Linked DNA regions of Cricetulus griseus: region 2 is linked to region 1. The links are chromatin contacts, called in public Micro-C maps. All regions are on one chromosome and are shown on one strand. The core of a region is the stretch at or near the end of the contact, and the rest is flanking DNA. Distances in the headings are between cores, read along the strand shown. Region 1 holds the start of Zeb1 (zinc finger E-box-binding homeobox 1). Region 2 holds the start of Znf438 (zinc finger protein 438).

Region 1 (6,847 bases), core at 2,371-4,870:
AAGATTCTGAAGCTTAAATCTGTAAATACATTCATGTGAACACATCCCTACCTCTTTCTAGTGTCGGTAAACTAGAAGACACTTAGGCTTGTTTTAAAGACTCAGAAGGACACAGAAGATTCACGATCAGCACAGAAGACCAAGACGGTTAAGATGCTGCACCAATAGTCGTTTTTGTTAGCATCCTCTACTGGTGGTTTCCAAAGACAGCAAGAAGAAATGGTGCTAATGATAGAAAGGTATGTGCCTGCTATTCCATCTAAGGTGAATTAGTCAGCATGTAGTCACTGGGAGCCAGAGCTCATTTGTCAACAATAAAAAGGGGGAAGGAAAACATCACATAGAATAGAACTTTGGGAAAGAGAAATATTTCTAAATACAACAAAGCATTAAACTATAAACAGAAAAATCAATTTTAGCAACTGTAATGCCATTCCTTTAGATGGCTAGCATCATTACCATATTGTCCCCACAGAAGGTTTGATGATCTAGCCAAACCTGCTCAATTGCTACACCCTTGTTAAGTTATAGTTTTTGATGCTGTCATCAGTATCCTAGCCTGCAGACACATTCTAGGAAGGAAATAAAAATGTTTTGCTGCTGGCTTAGCTGTAAAATCTATATACCTTATTTCAAAAATTGAATACAAATATAATCTATACATAAATAACAAAATATCTCTATTACTATCTCCTACTGTATACACCACTATTTATTCATTTAAATAAAATTTAAGAGTTAATATCTTTCCAGATAATTCTCTCCCCAAACAACTGCAACTTAAATATGACTGCGTTGCTAAGAAATATCAGTCAGCACCTATTCCCAGATTTCACAACACAATGCATATAACTTCATTTTAAATTTGCAAAAATAGCAGCTAAATCAAACAGCATGGCTGCAACGGTCAGCGATGGATGAAAGCATTAGAGAACAAAAAGAAATACAAAGAGAGAGCCAAAAGTGATGAAAATGGAAGATACCTGTGGTAGCACAGCGCTATCTCACACACCTTTTGTTTTCTCGGAGTAATGCATACTGCAGTCAAGACATTTCAGGCTCAAGAGCCCCAAATCTGTTTTTCTAATATTAAACACAAAGGAAGAACACTGACAGCAAACGTGGTAAATAAATCCCTCCCCTGAGAAGGAAGGCGGCAAACAGGAGGGGGCTGACATACATGCAGGAGAAAACTAAACACCATCTTTTTTCTACCTGCACAAGTTGCCATTTGCTGCAGCGATCAAGAATCTCTTTCCTGTTGATTTCAAGCACCTTTCGGGATAGCTTTTCACCCTTAAGTCATCTGTTGATATGCCTTATGTGTGTGATATTAATATCACAGGATCTCTAGGAGAAAAATCCATTCTTTCCTGTTCAGGTAAACATGTTTACAGCAGCTGCACAGACGCTGGGTGGTTCAGACTCACATGTCACACACATGTCGTCAGCAACAAGAAAAGCCCCTTTCTCTGGCGATCAACATTTTAAATAAGGTAAGGTCAACGAACAGCCCTTTTCTAACCAACTTACCTTTCATAAAGCCACATCAGCAATAGCGGCAACAGCTCAATGTAGAACAGACACTATTTGACGCTAGAAGCAGGAAATTACAATTGCAGTAGCCTGTGCTCGGGTCCTTGCCACAACCAGTCACCTCTCCACAATGACGCTACACACCTTTCCCTCTGAACGAACAGGCTTCTCTGAAACGCAACGTTTTTCTGAACAACTGAAAAATCATTCATGGCAGCGGGGATTTTAATGTAGGCACAGATATATTCAAAATGTGTTTACAACAGAGAGGAAACCTCTTTGGAACAGCCTAAAATCTTCCTATCTGTTTCTAGACAGGAAATCCCACACAAAATCTAAAATTGCCAGGAAAGGTTACAAAACCTGGCGTTTGGCATCCCGGAGGGGAGGGAGCAAGACAGACCAGGCGGGGGTGGGGCGCGGGGGGCGCGCCAGGGTTGCCACTTAAACAGGATTTCCTAGTTCTCCGGACGCCACATCGATGCCATCAGGGGCGCATTTATTCCCCCATTCTTAAAAAACAAAACAAAACAAAAAAACCCTCGTCGTTTAACGCCCCGCGGGAGCCCCACGGAGCCACCGGGTGCGAAAGGCACGAGGAATTCCTTATATAGCAGCGGCCACAGCAGCACAGGGCTGTGGCCGCCCATCACCACACACAGGTACCCGGGCGGGGGCATCCCCCCGGGCCGCCGCCGCAGGGACTGTCCAGACAATGACCAAGAGCAGACGGCTGTCCGCGCCGCGAGCCGAGAGCACACACTCGCCTAGGAGAGGCACCATCCAGCAACTCTTTCGCCTCCCCACGCTGGGAGAGCCCACGATGCACCCACCGATACAGGTCCGGGTGTCGCGCTCTCTCCTGGTGCCTGTGGCTTTCCCTCTTTCTTAAAAAACAAAACAAAAACAAAAAGACCACCACCACTAACAACAACAACAACAACAAAAAACTCTGCAGCCAGGCCAAGGAGTATTTCCCTGGCACATTCGCGCAAATCAATACCCCGCGCAGCTGCACCGCCAGCCGCAGCCCCGTGCGCCCGTCGGGCCGCCCGCCCCCTCCCCCACCCGCCCCACTCGCGACCCCGAGCGCCAGCCCAACTCCCATTATCTGCCCTCGGCTCGCGCGTCCGGCCCAGGTAACAACTTCCCCAAACCGAAAGAGTCAAAGCCAGGCGCATGCACACAGCCCCGTGCCCGCGGGGACTCGGGCTGCCCGGGCGTCCCGACCAGTCTTGTGCTGCTTCCCGGCGGCGAGCGGCAGGCGGCGAGTCCACGCACACGCTCGCCCCACGGCAGCAGCAGCTAGGAGCCGCCCGACCCTGCTCAGCCCACGACGGTCACCGCACGCGCCGACTTCCAGCCCCGCGAGCGCCCGGCTAGCGGCGTCCCCGCGCGTCCCCATCCCCGCCCGCCCGCCCGCCAGCCCGCGAGCGCGCGAGGCGCAACTTTACCGCGGGCGCCCGACCCGGCGCGCAGCGCCCGCTCCCGCGCACACGCGCGCACGGCCGACACGCAGCCGACACGCAACCGGCCCGCGGCCGCCCGTCCTCTCCCGCCCGCCCGCCCCGCAGCCCGCGCGCCCGCCCGCCCGCCGCAAGTTTGTTCCCCGCCGCCGCGGCCTGCGCGGAGGGAGGATCGCGCGCGGGGAGACGCCGAGGGGCGGCAAGAGTGGAGAAAGTGCGGAAAGAAGCAACAGCCGCTCCACCCGCGGGCGGAAAAGTGGCCGGGCGCGGCGGCGGGATGCGGCGCGGCTAACGGTCCCCGGCGGCCGCGCGAGCCGCTAGGCGCAGAGGCAGGTAAGACATAACGGTCCAGGACGGCGGCCGCGGCGGCGGCGGCAGCGGGGCGCACTACTTTACTTTCCCACTCCACTCGGCCCGGCCCCGCCGCCGCCCCCGGCCCGCTCGGCCCAGCGCCCCTCGCCCGGCCGCCCGCTGCCCGCCGCCGCGCCGGGCCCCTCCGCCACTCACCGTTATTGCGCCGCGGGTTCGCCTGCTTTCTGCGCTTACACCTGGGGCCATCCGCCATGATCCTCTCGCTTGTGTCTAAATGCTCGAGTCACCTCCTCCCCCTCCTCCCTCCCTCCCTCCCTCCCCTTCCCCCCCCCACACCCGCCGCCTCCACCCCTCCCCCTCCCCACCGCACCTGGTTTACGACACTCGCGGCTTTACGACATCACCTTCCTAACACCTAGCGGCGCTCGCTCTACGGCCGGAACCTTGTTGCTAGGGCCGGGGCGGTTTGCGGCAGCTTCGGACGCTGCGGAGTTTGAATTGGGGAGGCGAGGGAAAAGTTTTGCTCAGGTGTGATGGGGTGACAGAGGAGGGTGCTGACACCCCGGGGACCGGGCCGGGAGGCGACAGGGTGGCCTCGTGGACCAGGTGGAGCTGGCGGCGTGGGCCACACCCGCGCGCAGACCCCCGCGGACGGGTGCGCACTCCTCGGATGCCGCGCGCTCCAGCTGTCGGCGCGGCGAGCCGCGCGTGCGCGCCGGGGACGTGGGCAGCGTGGACGCGCGGCGAGCTACCTGGCCAGTTCTGCCTGACTCCCCTCCCCTCCCACAGACGCGCGGGTTTCCCCGGCCTACCCGGACGGGAAGTGACAGCAGTTGGGTTGAACTTCATCTGGACAGAGAAGGAGGCGAGAAATTCCGCTCTCAGGAAAGCAGCATGAGTAATCCCCGCACGGTGCCAGGCTCACTTCCTCATCCGCGCCTACCTCACCTGCTGTCACCTTGCCTACCCCGCCCTGCAGGGGTCCCAGGGTGGCCAGGCTGTGGGCCTTGAGACTCGCCCTTGAGGCATAAGCACCCTAGGAGAGCAGTCCTGGAAAACGTATTAATCCCAAGTGCCAGAGAGAGAGAGAGTGTGAGGCAGGAGGATGGCCAAGTGTTCGAGGCCAGCCTGCACTACAGTGGAGCTCTGCCTCAAAATAGCTAGAGTTTCACACACACACACATCTGAGCAGTACAGTGTCCTCGAGGCTAAAAGCAAAGCTGAGGCTGATTTTTACCTGAAGTCCGTGACTTTGTACAAGACCCAAAATGCCTTGATTCTCGTCTTCAGTAATTAGGATTTAAGTTTACCTTTCTCGACAGGCGTTGGTGGGTCACGCCTTTAATCCCAGCACTTGGGAGGCGGAGGCAGCCGGCTCTCCGTGAGTTCGAGGCCAGCCTGGTCTACAGAGAGAGTGCCAGGATAGGCTCCAAAGCTACACGGAGAAACCCTATCTTGAAACACCCCCCCCCCCAAAAAAAAAAAAACAAAGAAAAGAAAGATCTGGGCTAGAAATGGGCCTTCCCACTTCAAATGATTTAATTAAGAAACAAGAAAAGTAAATTTACCTTTCTCTCCCTGTTTCCCACCCCTTTTAAAGGGGGAATTGTATGGGGCAACTTTATGAGATAAATGACCTAAGCCATTATTTCAAATATGTAATTATTAAATGTTAGTGTATAAATGGGAGAGTTGTGGATAGAAACAACTGAAACATGCCTTGGAGTATAAGGAATAATATACTAAACCAGCACAGTGCTGATGCATGAAAGCTTCTTGATAAATTTCTGCCAACAGATTTTGCCGTGCCAGAGGCAGGATATTGTGTGACTAGTCATGGTGACATATACCAGCAGTCTATGCTTATGGGAGGTAGAGACAGGAAGGTCACAAGTCTCAGACCAACTCTGTTTAGTGAGAGTCTGTCTACTCCCAAAAAACACCCTCCAACCCCCAGTGTTAAGAGAGTCATTAGCCAGCTGTTGGTGGGGCACACCTTTAACCCAGCACTAGGGAGGTAGAGGCAGGTGTATCTCTGTGAGTTCAAGACCAGCCTGGTCTACAAGAGCTAGTTCCAGGACAGCCTCCAAAGCTACAGAGAAACCCTGTCTCGAAAAAACAAAAATAAACAAAAAAGTCATTAAACTGAAGTTAAGTGTACAGCCAAAGTCCAGTAATTAAAAAGTGCTATGTAGGGAGACACCCTAGCCCCGCCCAATAGCAACTGGACAGGTGCCAGGTGGACCTGGGATCTGGGCGGGAAGATTCTTAAGGGCTGCACGTGGAGACCTTGGCCCCCTTCTCTCTAGCCAGGCTAGCTTGGTTCCTGTAAGCTTGCTCTGGCCTGTGTTTTGCTCTGGTGTTTTCCTGAATAAAGAAATCTTACCATCACGGACTATAGGTCATCTCTGAGCGCACGTGGTAATCTTAAAAGTGCTAACTATAGATGAAAACCTTCCCACATTTATTGTGTCTGAATGATGGGATTACACATGTTCTTTGCACATCAGATCTGTACTCATGGCAAAAATAGACTTTTTCTTGATCTTTGTAAAAACAGGCAGTGCTTCTTTTCCTCAGTACCATGTTAACCAAAAACACCTGTGAGTCAGAATGGTACCCTTGGGTTTGTGGCCTTGGATCACCTGTGGCTGGGCCCTTGCGCTTGGGAGCCCCTGCTTTAGCATCAAGAGTAGCTGGCATCACAAGAGTGAGCCATGACCAGGCCTCAGCTGATCTCTAAATCAGATCATAAACTTTTGTCTTATACCAGAACTTATATAGTTTCCACTTTTTTACACTCACCTTGTTTCCGGCCAAAAGGAAAAAAAATATATAAGATTTACTCTACTGCATGTTTTACCTTCCCTTAAACTTGGGAGGTGTCACACATCCAGTTCTTTTTCTGGCTTGTAAACCCTTCTGTGTTCTTCAGCTAACAGCCATAGGCACACGAAAACAAATAGCACAAGATACTTTGTTTCTTCTGTGGTTACTGATTTAGTGTGTGTGGTGGTGGGAGGTATTAACTGTGGGGAACAGTAAACCTTTCCCTGGGCTTGCTATTTCTGTATCCTCAACACCTAGCAAAGTGCCTGCCTAACCACCTAGTAGATGTTTAATAAATATTTCTGAGATAAGTTTTGTCTAAGTTTTCTGAACCTGTTCTTGACAATGAAGATTGTGTGTCTTACTTAATCATGTTCTTAGGTGTATGTGAAACACAATAGTTGCCATTCATGTCCATGCTAATCTTGATCTTAATCTCTCCACTATCATTTTCCTTTTCCCTAAATAATTACTTCTGCTCAGTTCTATTTTTAAAATATTCCCAGGAAATACTGGTAAGCCAAATTTAATACAGTTTAACTTTTACAAAAGCCTCTGATAATTTACAAAGTAAATAGTTGACTTCTATTCATAGTTTCACAATATTATTGAGGATATTTAAAATCTGTACTAGAAAGAACAGACAGAAATAAGTCTCAGAATATAAAGTACTGCTTTAAACTTGATTCTTGTCTGATAGCTAT
Region 2 (6,847 bases), core at 2,551-5,050, 230 kb after region 1:
AGTGGTTATATGGGACAATAGACTGTACTAGGTGAAGTCCATTTTTCTTGCAGAATTTCAAACATTTCTGACACCTTCTCCTGCATGGTCTTCTAGGTCTCTGACTCCAGCACACACCACCAGGCAGCTTGCTTCTTTAAATTATCAACTCACTCAAAATCATACAGCTGGCTCCAGACTCCATTAGGAGATTGACAAGGGTTGCTTGTTTTCTCAGTCTGCTCCCCTGACACACACTTTTGCTACCAGGGCATCTTTTGTCCTAAATCCTTTATTTAAGAGAACTCATTACTCAGTGTGATCCCTCAGTGTCTGTTTAGCTTTTCCAGGTGATGGCATACTAAGAAAAAAAAAGCTCCAAGTGGCCTGAACTGACCCCCCTGAGTTCCTAGGAGAGCAACACCCAACCAAGACATTGATCAAGGATAAAATTTAGGAAGTGTGTTAGTTTTCTATTGTTGTGATAAACATAATTACCAAAAACAGTTTGGGGAGGAAATGGTTTATGTTGTCTTCCAGGTTGAAGTCCATCAAGGGAAGTCAGGGCAAAAAGGCCAGAGAAGAGGGCTATTTGCTGGCATGCTCCCATGGTATGCTCAGCCTCCTCTCTCAGAACCAGCAGCCCAGGGGTGGCACCACCCACAGTGCACTGTGCCCTCTCATATAAATCCTTAATCAAGAAAATGCACCACAGGCTTGCCTGCAGGCCAATTTGACAGAGGCATTCTTAGTTTCCCTCTTCCCCGAGGACTCTGGCTTGTGTCAAGTTGACAAAAACCTAACCAGCACACAAATCTACCTATTTCTGAAATTTGGAGAAGTTACTATGTCTGTAAGGAGAGCCCAGAGGAAAGAGCCAATGCATTTCAGTGTTTCAGTGTTATGCTACATTGTATATGTTTCTCTTCCTAAAGGACTTTCCTTCTCAGTATATACCTTTGGTTGATTTAGTGCCGGGTTACTCTTTGTGAAAACAGCTAGCATGTTGAGTAAGAAACCTACCCAGCCTTTGGATTTTTGTTTTGAGACTGGCCTCAAACTTGTGATTTTCCTGTCTCAGTCTCCTAAGTACTGGGATTATAGACCATGTGCCAACATGCCCATCCAGTGTTTGAGTCCATGTAGGCCATCATCCCCACACATGTTGCCTACTTAGAGCATGACAGACACAGCTATTAAAAGAGGATCTGATGTTAATCTAAACCAGCACCGTCCATACTCTCAGAGTTTACAGTCAGGTGGAGGAGGCAATTTTCAGAAAGATTCCTGGTCCTCCCCCCCTCCTCTTCCTCCTCTTCATTTTCTGACATAGAGTCTCTGGCTGGCCTATAACTCACTACACAGACCAGGCTGGTCTTGAACTCACATAGATCTGTCTATCACTGCCTCCAGAGTACTACGATTGAAGACATATGTCAGCATGACTGGCCTAAATTATTCTTACATGGGATAAAGCAGTAATTTAATGTTTTATAATCCATAAGATGGTAATGCATTAATGAATCACAAAATTAACTTACTGGCCATAGTGAGCACCTTAAAAACAGAACCATCTGCTGGAAACAGAATGGGAAATTGTGAAGGCAGTGATACACTGTGGTCAGTGTTTTCAAATTTTACATAATATTCCTTGGATTTCTTGAATTGTGTGGTTTTTCTTTTTTTGCATGAAACTATACAAATCAGTATTATTATGAGTGTGGATTAGGGAGTTTCAAGTCTTGCTTCTGCTACTCAGCACCTGTAATGATCTCCTACAATCCTGCTTGCCCAGTGGGTAAGGTGGGAATAATTGCAGTAATACTCAGTTTCAAGGATTAAATGAGGCAATATGGAGCTTGGTATCTAACACCTAGGAAACATTAGCCATTGTATTTCTTTACTTTTTAAATTTCTCTCTAGTATTAGTTTTTTTTTTTAAGGGAAGGGCGGGGCTCTATTCAGGTTGCTAAGTAAAACCAAAGGAAATATTATGTGTGTTGAAGTAAAAGACTCTGGAAAGTAGATAGCTAGGGGCAACAGATATCAAATGAAAGAATCTCAAGGATAAAGCCCCACCCCCCAAGACTATAATGTTTAGTGCTTCCAGAGCTGAACCTGGAAGGCAGCTCTGCCTGCAGCCCTTCCCTCTAATATGAATACTTTCAGTGCTAGCTTCTCATTACTCATTTAGACCAAATTCCAGCTTATACAGAAGCGCCACCAAATCTTACTGTGCTTCTATGTGAGTATATTTTTAAAGGCAAATGTATCCCACATTAAAGATACTTCACATATTTAGATTGTACTTCTTAGCCATTTCCTGAAAAATTCTATTTGACATTCAAGTTCCCTTCTCAGTCTTTTTGTTTATCACATTTCCTTCTTTTTTTGCAGGAAGAAATACATATTTCTAAAAATACACTTGTGGGACGGGGAGATGGCTCAGTGGGTAAAGCGCTTGCAAGGACCTGAGTTAAAATCTTGAGAATAACTACAATCTGTAATCGAAGTGCTCCTGTAGCAAGATGGGAGGAGGAGCAAGGAGAATCTCTGGCTAATTTACAGCCCAGCAGCAAACACAGAGAACTTGGCTCAAACAAGGTGGAAGTCCAGGTAGGACCCACAACTCAGGCTGTTCTCTGACCTCCACATATATACCATGGTACACATAGGCCTGCACACACACACACACACACACACACACACACACACTTGAACACAAATCCTACAAAACAAACGAACTTGTGGCATTAGGGGAAAAAACACTGAATAATCAAATGATCAAAGAATATTCTTTATCATGCCCTATACTAAAAACATTTAAAACATTTGGCACATATGATTTCTACTCTTAAAAAAATTAGATGCCTGTGGGAGAATCTGAAACATTAGCTGGAAGATCACTTAGAAAAATTCCTGTTTAGAGAAATGATATAGAAGCCTTGATCTTAAAGTTGTTCTTAATGAAAAATAAATACCCCTATTTAGAGATACGTGAAAGTTTTTACAACGCTAATTTTTCTATATTGTTGCACAAAATAAAAGTATTGTTAAATTATGTATGCTCTCCTGCTTCTTCTTAGAAGCTGATTTTCAACCAGGTCCCATCTCTGTTTAAAAGCTACCAGTTTCCCAGTCATCACTCCCAAGGAAAAGTGTAAACAGACCATTGTTTTAGATTTAAATATACACAGGAGCTGCCCTGCAAAACCTCTGACCTGGCTATTTGTCTCTAAATTATAAAAAGTGATCCTCAGTATTTTCAATATTTCCTCTTCTAGGTGCTAGTTTTTTTCCCCAAGGCATTTTATGTTTGCTGCAAGACAATTTGAACTGCTTGTCTTTTCTGCTTAACCACAAGGTTTACTTTTTTCTGCATGAAGGAGTAACATGGGGCTTCTATGAAGCCGAATTCGTCCTCAGATTCTATGGTCCACTCTCTGCCTTCACTTTCTTTGCAGTGGTCTTTTAGCCAGAGCTAGAGCCGGGTTTTTGTCACGTGGGAAGGGAGGCTGTTAAGTTTACTCGGGTCACTACTTGTTAAACTTAACAGGTGACTTGTAAAAGGTTTCCTTGGGTCAAAAAGGGAAATGCAGTTGGAAGGGTAGAAGAAGAAATTCCTCCAGCAGAGGGAAGTTGACAGTGCCCTGGGAGGGAGGGGCCGCTCCGCAACAGTAGACCCGACGAGCCGGAGCCGGAAGGGCGTGTCTCGGGGGCGGGGCTTACCCGGACGTGGGCGGGCCGCGCATAGGCGGGGCTCGCTCTGGTTGGGCTGGAGAGGGCGTGGCTTGTCTAGCTGGGCGCGGGCGGGAGGGGCTTGAGGGGGCAGAAGTGGGACAGCGCAAGGGCCCATGGGAGCGTTGCCCCTGTGACCCGGGCGGAGAGCCCATAGGCCCCTGGTGGACAGCAAGTGTCTGTTACCAAACGTGTAGAAGTTTTAGTGAACAGGTGAGAGGAGGAAGTCAGTGTCTGCGGGAGAACTACGTAAGAACCCTTTCGTCCCGCTCGTTCTCGTGGGTCTCTCCCCTTCCATCTACCCCGGACCTTCTCGCCTCAGCGGCTGTGTGAAGATGGTGAAGAGCGGCTACCTGGGCGCGCCTGCCTGCGAAGCCCATGGGCACGCGGCAGCTAGCGGTGTGCGCTTGCGCGCCGTCCGGGCGGGGCGGGACGGGGCGTCTCCCGTCGCTGGCTGGAGGCGGGGCCCGGGCCAGAGCGCCGCGCCCGCGAGCTGACCTCGTTGAACGCCGCCCGTGACGTCACCCCGCCGTGACGCGTACGCAGTAGGAAAACTGTAAGTTTGCGAGGATCCTGCAGCAGCTTGGCTTGCGGGGCTCGCGGGGCCTGAGGGCTGCTCGCTGTCACGGTCGCGGTATTGGCCGCGGGCACCGGGGAGCCTCGGGAGACCCGGGAGCCACCGAACGTGACGCCCGGTCGGTGATCGCCCCAAGTGGGAGCGCGCCCTCCCGGGACCGCCGGCTTGTGGAGGCGAGGCCGCTCCTGAGCCTGGCCAGCACCTTTCCCTCTGGCCTGTGACAGCTAAGAGCGGGTGATTAAGGCCTGGGAACGGGGAACTGGCGAGGCTCTCCTTAAAATTCGTCGATAAAGAGATTAGATTCCCAGTCTCCATTCTCATCTTGCAGTAGGGCATGCTTGGTCAGCCTGGGATGGAGAGTCCCTTCAAAGACTAGCAGCCCTGTGCCCACCTTCCTTTGACATTTTGCAGATGCCCAGGTGGCTGATGACAAGTTACATGCTGTGTTGCCTTCCAGCTTGCCTCCATTTTCCTTTCCATGGGGCCACAATGCGTTGAGACCCTGTGAACTAACCCAAGCTATGCAATCCTACACAACGCTTATGCAAATATTGATTATTCTGAGGAATATGGTAACCCATTTGTATGTAAGGATCTTTCTTAGGGCTTTGTCTCCTTCCCATACCTCTTACTCCGACCCATCTGACTTTTGAACCTGAAGGTATCTCAGCTGTTGCATTCATTGATCAGGGATCAAGAAATAAGTACTATCACTATCACAGAGATCGTGGCAATACGTTGCTCCGACCCATCTAGTTTTACAGAAAAAAAAGTTTTTAGCAGCCCAGAACTAGAAGATTATATTCAACACAAATAGGTAGAGTCAACTTGTATGTGTATATAGTTTAGCTAACTCTTGCCTTACTGAAGATTTAGTTATAACATTGTAACACTTCTGGGGCAAGAACTTGTCAGGAACTTTGAAGGGAATATACATGCCCTAGGGTGGATTTATAAAGTAGATTAAGAGGCCACATTTCTGAGAATTCAGTGGAGTGTGTTGTATCCTTATAGAGGGCCCTTCGAATCAAAGCAGGACTTTTGAGTTTTGTTATGTTAGTAACTTTCCAGAGACAAGTCATCTAAGTCTTGGAACCTTAGAGTTCAGTTAAAGTGGAGAGATAGACAATAAGGAATAGGCACATAAAATTGTTTCACATCGGGGTGAGTGCAGTGAAATGAAGGTAAAAGGATGGTGAGGGAACAGTGGAAATTGTTTTAAATAGTCTGTCAGGGAAGACCGTTCAGAGGAGGGGGCAGTTGAGTTGTTCTGAGGTGGGGTAGGAGCCCAGCAGGAGCCTAGCTAGTGGCTTTCAAGTTCCTTGGGAGGCCGAGTCAGGAGAATCACAAGTTCAAGGAATACCTTGGCTGCAGATGGAGTCTAGGGTCAGCCTGGGTAGAAATAGGACTGAGGAATATGTAGCTTAGTGGTAGAGCTCTGGCCCTGGGTTCAGTTTCCACTTGGGATTGAAATAGAAATTTCCACAGGTTCAATTTCCACCTGGCCTGAAAAATTTACTGTATGCAAGGCATAGTTCTAAACACCGGATGCTATTCGATAACCTTTTAAGCTAAGAAAACTACCTCCACTTTTATAGATGAGGAAACTGGCACACATTAGATGTGTACTCAAGCTTTAAGAGACTCAAAGTCTTGCATACTTTACTAAATTTGCATTAGTTTTATTTGGCACTGCTATAATTTTTGCCATTTGAATTTAGGTCATTTGATTTAAGAGGCTGTGTTCCAAATGACTATTCTGGCTCAGAGCATAATAAGGAGGGAGAAAGAAGTGTTGACATGTAACCTTGAGACATCTGATAGACTCTGGTGGGGTCTTGGAGCCTGTGTCAAAGTAGACATGTTACCCCTAAGTGTATTGGAAAAACCACAAGACAGTACCATTGTGGGACTAGTATCTGTTTTCTACTTTACTTCACTGAGAATTAACTGTAGAGTCACGGAGTGGTGTAGGGGCCATGAAAAACAAGGAGGTAGGAGGCTGATGCTGTGCTGTACCTTGAGAGGGGAGATGGTGTGATACCTTGGACTAGTAGAGGCAGTTGTGGAGGTGACATTAAGAGATAGAACTCTGCTGGCAAGACTTACATGGGGGTGCTAGGAGAAAGGGAGAAGTAATAACTTTTTAGGGTTAGGGTGGAAGAACTAGGAGAATGGTGGTGCTATTTCCTGAAATGACAGGTTTGGGAGGAAAAATAAAAGTCCAGTTTTACTTTCAAGTTTTAGATGCTTGTTAAATATAGTAATAATGAGTGCTGGTAACAATAGTAATAATTAGCATAATGCATATATGAACCATATTCCAGGCAAGGTTTTAAGTAATTTTACATATATTCATTTAACCATTAAAACAGTTGCATTGCTAAGAACTTACTGTTCCCATTTTGAAGATGAGAAAATTGAGGTACAGAGAACAGCTTTAGGTTATCTAGCAGGGCAAGGCCTCTGACTGATTATCTCAAGTCCCTACCCATTGCCATGGGTTTGTCAGTGTTAGAGGTGGAACTCACACCCAAAGTACTCTGGCTTTGG

What was found. A called contact is a pair of places that touch in the nucleus more often than the background predicts.
Region 2: a contact with region 1 is called in a Micro-C map of the CHO-K1 cell line, with 2.5 times the contacts expected there. The contact joins the promoter of Znf438 here to the promoter of Zeb1 in region 1. A contact is called at or near these places in 2 of 8 Hi-C or Micro-C datasets (the CHO-K1 cell line and fibroblasts).

What each region holds. Positions count from the first base shown.
Region 1 is chr3:208,794,436-208,801,282 of CriGri-PICRH-1.0, forward strand. It overlaps Zeb1 (zinc finger E-box-binding homeobox 1), which reads right to left and starts at 3,621. Exons shown (of 7, transcript XM_027405465.2): 1 at 3,510-3,621. The coding sequence starts at 3,567. LOC103163316 (a long non-coding RNA gene) reads left to right here and starts at 2,970. Exons shown (of 6, transcript XR_003483334.2): 1 at 2,970-3,335.
Region 2 is chr3:209,029,105-209,035,951 of CriGri-PICRH-1.0, forward strand. It overlaps Znf438 (zinc finger protein 438), which reads left to right and starts at 3,801. Exons shown (of 9, transcript XR_003483332.2): 1 at 3,801-4,273.